2 separate regions of the Rattus norvegicus genome follow, and region 1 is linked to region 2. The links are chromatin contacts, called in public Hi-C maps. All regions are on one chromosome and are shown on one strand. The core of a region is the stretch at or near the end of the contact, and the rest is flanking DNA. Distances in the headings are between cores, read along the strand shown.

What was found. A called contact is a pair of places that touch in the nucleus more often than the background predicts.
Region 1: a Hi-C map of kidney shows a contact between it and region 2, with 6 times the contacts expected there. The contact joins two enhancer-like sites. A contact is called at or near these places in 9 of 12 Hi-C or Micro-C datasets (Schwann cells, frontal cortex, hepatocytes and 5 more).

What each region holds. Positions count from the first base shown.
Region 1 is chr9:97,661,474-97,664,705 of GRCr8, forward strand. Agap1 (ArfGAP with GTPase domain, ankyrin repeat and PH domain 1) reads left to right here. Exons shown (of 18, transcript NM_001401593.1): 6 at 2,712-2,846. Among named protein-coding and RNA genes, the nearest start is that of Agap1, 180 kb to the left of the region's middle. Within about 2 kb of position 1,323, at least 1 of the 93 cell types and tissues checked has an H3K27ac peak or open chromatin away from gene starts, as enhancers often do. A contact at or near this core is called in kidney, where this site is marked.
Region 2 is chr9:97,374,143-97,377,624 of GRCr8, forward strand. No RefSeq gene overlaps it. Among named protein-coding and RNA genes, the nearest start is that of Agap1, 110 kb to the right of the region's middle. Within about 2 kb of position 1,324, at least 21 of the 93 cell types and tissues checked have an H3K27ac peak or open chromatin away from gene starts, as enhancers often do. A contact at or near this core is called in kidney, where this site is marked.

The sequences.
Region 1 (3,232 bases), core at 73-2,572, 290 kb after region 2:
AGGGGAGTCTCGAGCTGTGACACAGAGTTGAGCTTTCCTCACTCACCCTTGCTATTCCCCGGGATCTCATGGCCTCAGCTCTGGTCAAAGACTCACTCTCATGAATTGGCCACTGCACTCCAGCCAAGGTTTTAAGCAAAATTGTAGTATCCCTTCCTGGCTTTTCTAAATTTTGAGCTGTTACTGCTGTTTCGTTTGGAATTAGTAAATCTGGTATTTACCAGCTGAAGTGTAGTCAGGGTTTGAGAGCCGTGTAATGAGGCACTGCCTGCCTGCCCTCAATATGTCACTTGTAAAATATTAGAGTTGTGTTTCCATGGAGACCACCATTTCTCCCTTTCTTTTTCCTTTTTTTTGGGGGGGTGGAGGGGGTGCTGCGGGATGCGTGCAGTGGTCTCCTGAAACCCGCAGCACCAAACTGCCATCCAGTCTTAAACCAGAGAGGATTTTTGGTCCTATAGCTCCCTCTGCTGGCCACCTGGAGACAGTGCTTTGGTTCTTAATGGACAATTGGCCCTCCTGTCTTCATGGGGTCCAACAACAGGGGAATTAAAATACAGGTGAGACACAACTGTAGTCACAGCACTAGGGAGGTTGAGAAAGACAGATTGCCACTGAAGGCTAGCCTGGGCTACAAAACTAGACTGTCGAAAGTACAAAGCAGTGTCCTGGTGTGGTGCTCCTTGCCTTCAATAGCACGCTGGTGGAGCTCTCTGTAAGCTCAAGGCCAACCTGGGTCTTTGTAGCAAGAAATCAGCTGTACTGAAGCTGTAACACACGCCATGTAGACGTTGTAAGATGAAGCAAGCAGGCAGATGACACAGGGCGTGTCAAGCATCACACCCTGTCACGGAAATGGCTGGAGCACCTGTGACTGTGTGTACCCCAGGAATCCTGAAACCTGCTCCCAGAGCATTGCCACTGTGCAACACGGGAAATACAGTTAAGGTGCCTGCCCTGGAACGTCCTCAGGTGGCCTTTAAAGCCAGTACGTCTCCCAGCCAGGTTTTCCCCACCGCGGTCTTAGAGCAGAGGAGAGGAGTTCTGAAAGAATGCTTTGCCTATGGCCGACTGGGCAGTTCCCAGCAGCCGTCTTCCCAGCAGCCGTCCTGGTGTGTAAGGCTGTGTGGGCCTGCATCTGAGACACAGTGTCTTCCCATTGTGGATTCAACATGACTTGTGGCTCCTGGCTGGGCTGGAAAGAACAGCTGCATTTTCTCATGCCCGCCAGTGTTTGTTTCTGTTAGTGGAGTAGAACGGAGTGGACTAAGAGTTCAGACTTTACCCCACACACCTAGTCCAGAGCTAGTGTGGCCAGGAGGCCTGACCTTTGCCCCTCAGTGCTCAGGGTGGGGGAATTGAAGAATGGATGGAAGTCATACAGCCTTGTGTCCAGCCAGGGTCAGTGGACACAGGACTTGACCTTGACAGACGTTTTATTTTTATCGCCTTTATCTCAGCATGGAACCAGCTGTTGTGAGACCCTGCTTGGACCTTGTTAGTAGATTGAGGGACTGAGGGGCTGAGGGCACCTGTGGCAGGAAGCTGGACTGTGTGGCTCCCCATGATCTGCTCTTAGTACCCATGTGCTATGTGCTCGGTGAGCTCCTGAGACACCTGTGCCAACTCTGGGGATGTAGGCAGCAAGACTCTGAGGTGATATGAGACGGTACCCGAGGTTTCCTTTCTGCTGGCTGGGGTAGGTGGTTTTAGAGGCCAGGGGTGGTTAGGGAAAGAGAGCGCGAGCGAACTGAAAACCCTTAGGGAGACCTGACCTACAGGAGGCCAGTGCCAAGAGATGGTGCCCAGCTTGGTGTAGCTTCTAGGATAGGGATGGCCTGTGCTTGTTCACATGGGTGAGTGAAGGGCCCCTCCAGAGCTCTTTAGACCAAAGACTTGCAAATTAGACGGATTAGGAGATGTGGCGTCAAGACACTGGCAAGTTAAAGTGTATGCATGAGAGGCCAGGTGGAGCTTAGCTGAGCTGCGGGTCCAGGGCACCTCTGTGACACACTGACCTGAATTCATATGTGGGTGGGGTATCTGCAGGTTTGTCAGGGCCCCAGGCTGGATAAAATGTGGGCTGGGTGGAGGCTTGGTGGCCTGTGCTTCCCAAATTAGACAAAGGCTTCCAAAAATTACGGTTTTAATTTTTTTCCTTCCTATTTTACTTCAAAAACAAAACGGTCACACCTTTACAAAGGACCTTTTCCCCACTTGTTGCAGACATGTCAGATGTACTTACTGTTGGGCGAGACGGATGGATGTGTTCTTTGGACTGTATCTGAGGAACTTTTGCTGGGGAGGCTGTCGTCACATGGACACTGAGTGTCCCAAATCACACATTGTTTTTGTTTTTTGTTTTGTTTTTTGACACACCAAGTGAGCCTAAAGGGTAGGCGTATGAGTCTCTCTCCAAGTGGGCCTTGAACTCAGTCCTCCTACCTCATCTAACTAAATGTTAGGACATGTGTGGGCCTCCTTGCCTCGACCATTCTGTAGCTTGCGTTGAGCCTAATTTTGAGGGTGAACTATTTTCTGAATCCCAACTTCTGGGAGGAATGACTTCTCCATGGGCTTTGCTGGGTTTTGAGTTGCAGGGGCCCCCAGAGCTTCAGGAAGCAACTGGCTGTGGGGCAGGTTTAAGTCACAGGGGCTCTAGAGCCGTGGGAAGCAATTGCTAATGAGCACCCTGTACTTGTCCCTTACAGACGCCATAAGTTCCACCAACCCGAGGGTCATCGATGACGTCAGGGCTCGGAAGCTCTCCAATGACCTGAAGCGGTGCACGTACTATGAGACGTGCGCCACCTATGGGCTCAACGTGGAGCGGGTCTTCCAGGACGGTAAATGCCCAGCTTCACTGCTGCAGGGGTTCTGTGACACACTCTGGGAGAAGAGTCACACGTGGGTGTGGGGACAGAAACCCATGTGGTGTGTAGGCAGCAGCTCCCAGTTCCACCTTCAGGGGCTGCGTTCAGAAGAAGGGACCCTTGATGGCCTCTCTGCGTCACTGTGCAGCCTGCTTTGCATAGGCGAACCAGCTCGTCAACTCCACTGTGTGCGTATGTGTGGCAGTAATTGCTCATTCTTAACCAGACTCTGTCTTTAAGATGAAGGCTTGTATAGTTGTCATTTGGTCCTGGGGAAATTAAACTGAAAGAGTAAACTTGGAACCCCAGAAAGTCAGAACTTGGGACTGAGAGCGTGGGCCAGCCTGAGGAACTGTTAC
Region 2 (3,482 bases), core at 74-2,573:
ACAATGAACAATATCAGTTAGCAAGAAGCAGAACAACAGAAGCCAGAAAGCACGGTTAGTATATGTAAGGACTTTCCCAGCCGCATTCTGAGACCATTGACGTAGCCTCTGTTGCTGCGTTAGCAGTGAACTAGGTCTTTGTTTCTGCTTTGACAGGCCTCCATGTTGGGTTCCAATGTCTGAAGGGGCTTTTATCATGGTGTCAGTTGTGCTAAGGTCTGGAGGTCTACTGAGGTCTGAGGGCCTGTTACAATAACCAAAATTGCTATAAGGGCTCTCTACAGTTTCTCAAATTATCCCAATTTTGGATATTTTTGTTATCTCCTGCATTGATTTGCTTCCTCTCTAACCAGAAGCAATTTTTGGAGAGAAAGGTTTGGTTGGCTTAGATTTCCACATCACTGTCCATCACTGAGGGAAGTCAGAGCAGGAATCTAGAGACAGGAACTAAAGCAGAGGCCATGGAAGAATGCTGTTTATTGGCCAGCTCAGAATGTTTCCTTATAGAACCCAGAACCATCAGCACAGGGGAGGTGCCGCCCACAGTGGGCTGGACCCTCCCACATCAATCATCAGTCAAGAAAATGACCCCACAGACACGCCCACAGGCTGGTGTAGTGAAGGCAGTCCCTCCACTGGGGTTTCCTCTTCCTGGAAAACCTTACTTTGTATCAAGTTAACAAGGGGTAGACAGCACATCTGCTTAGTGCTTAGTGGGGGTGTCTGTGAGCTTTCAGATAAAAACTAGAGTTAACTAATTTACAACAACCAGGCAACAGGTTTACCCTGGGTTGAGCACGTAGGGTGGCTTTCCTGTCTCATCCGGTTTGAAAGGCTACTCTCACTTCTAATTAACATTCCTATTCCTCTTAAACCCCATTCACTGTCCTACTGGATACTGGACTCGGTCCAGTAATCAAAAACCCACTTGGCTTCTAATAAGGGAAGTGAGAAGTGACCCACAAAGTGTGGCGTGTGCGATTGTTTCACAGAGTGGGCATCAACTCCAACAAAGAGATGTTTAATCTCACCTGCCAGACTGGACTGATCAGGAGGGCAGGGAATCTTCAGTGTCAGCAATAAAGCTCAACGTTTCAAGACCTCTCTGGTAGCCTGTCCCGGGACTGTCTGTGTGCTTGGAGGCTTAGCAGCCTTTCTCTTGCTGATCAATGCCAGCCGTCTTTCTAACTGTCGCTGTCCTTGCTGCCTTGCTGTCTGGAGCTGACCATGATCTGTGAATATGGTTTGCACAGGGCACGGGGAGGTACTCTCTCCTTCAAGGGTGTGGACAGTGTTGCTACCCTGTTTCCCCTAGGGTGGCGCTGTTGTGCCATTGAAGCGGGTGGCAAGGCTTTATAGATATTGCTCTGAACCGCTGGAGTCCAGGAAAGGAGTGGTCCCCACAGCTGGGATGGGCTGGAGCCAGCTTGTCTCTGCTCACACAAGCCAGTTACAACACTGATACGAAACACCACCAGAGCTTTTATGAACCAGGTCTTCGGCCATTGGCAGCTAGAAATCAGAAGGAAGAAAACATCTAAGCTACCAGACTCAGTCAGCAAAAGCAAAGCAGTTTAAGAGTGTGGGATTCAAAGCCCTCCCCTGAGGAAGGCAATTCTCAGATCATTGTTGAACGCTTGCCAGTGGAGCTGGATCATCCCCTGGCTACCCAGAGTACCTGAAAAGTTTACCTGATTGTTTTCTTGGGCTGTTGAAGAGGACCTGGTTTCCCAGATAGAAGCCAGGGCTCCGTCAGAAGTTAACTCCTCCAACTGGTACCAGGAAACAGGACTCCTTTCTGCTCCCCTGTCGTTAAACAACATTGCCTAAGAGATGTCTGGGATGGATGGCTGCGTTTTAGTTTTCTTCACTTTCTAGGTTGTTGCTCTGAGGATTGGTACAATGGCCTGGGAGGCAAAGGTATGGCTGAGGTGAGTAGCTAATGGGTCCACTCCATGTTCTACTCCCTGGAGAAGAGGTGCACTTCCGCCGAATGCTTAAATGACATCCAAGATTAATTATGGACAAGATGGTGACAAATACATTAAAGGTGGATTAAACCCTCCTTTTAATATAGTCTTGGACTTAACCTCGCCACAAAGTCCATTCTGTCTCTGACCCCAGCACATGCTTTGTTTCACCTAAAGGCTTTCTGCTAGGAAACCAAAACCTTCAGGGAGCCACAGACGGCCAGGAAGTGGTGTGTAAATACCTGGTGGTGTGTCCGGGCTGTTCTTTCATGTTACCCAGAGTTCCAAGCTGCTGAAGGTCCAGTGTCATTGGCTGAGTGAAACAGAATCTTGACCCTACACAGAGCTCTCTTCCAGAGGCATTGGACTACCATTTCTTTTACTAACGTGTGTTCCTGAGTACTTGATCACTGTATCCTCCAGTTCATAAAGGAGCCAGAACTTCTCAGAGACAGAGATATCAAAGCACGGCTTGTGGGGTCCGTTGGACATCGGAACCCCATGCTGAATGTCGGCCTCAGCATTGAACACACACTTCTATCCAATAAAGATACCTTCAACTCTAAACCCCTTAACCTAATTTTAGACTGAAGACTGAGTAGAGAACCAGTGTCTGGAGGGCTCTGTGAGAGTTTTCAAGTAAGCACCAAGTAGGCTGGTCAGCACAATGAAGGCTTTTATTCTCGCCGTCCAGCTTCGATAGCTCTGAAGACATTTATAGCCCACTGTTTCCTTCTCGATAACCCATTTTAAAGATATCTCATTTCCCCATGGCTGTTCCACTAGGTATCACACAAGTGTGATCTCCTCAAAAATAGCAAAACAAAACTGTTAAAACACATGGCCAATATCATCCTTGTATTGAAAGATTAAAGCATCCCCTTAAGACCGGGAGGGAGCCTAGAGTCCCAGGAGAGGTGGTAAAAATGTTCTAAAACCTGACTATGGTTAGTTATAGCTTTGTGGATATCTAAAAATCACTAAAACATAGACTGTTCATGGATGGACCATACACCATATGGGCTGAATATCAATACAGAGGGCCTGCAAGCTACCCAGAAAGGGAAAGTCCAAACATGAGAGGATTTGTTGATGTCCTTGGATTTAGGGGGTCATTGTGAAAGGAGGCTTTTGGGGACAGAGTAAAAGGAAACAGGTGCCTCATTCTTAAAACCACCAGGGTGGACTTTGTTCCTGGAAGGAACAACTGGAAGGAGAGGTCACAGCCACAAGAGGTTGGCCTTTGGTTTTTCAGAGTCAGAGAACTCAGTCAGCAGCCCCACATCCCTCTGAACCAGTGTGGAGCTAAAAATGGGAGCTGCCTGGGTTTCATTTCCATTTGGAGTCGGAGTCTCACTGTGAGAACCAGACTGGCCTGAACTCCATGGATTAAGTGATCCTCCTGCCTCAGCTTCTCTCAAAACCCCTGAGAAGTTTGAAATACAGCAACTCCCTCTGTACCCTGACTAAGCTATTTTAAGCTACAATCTTCATGATGAAACAGGAGGAGAG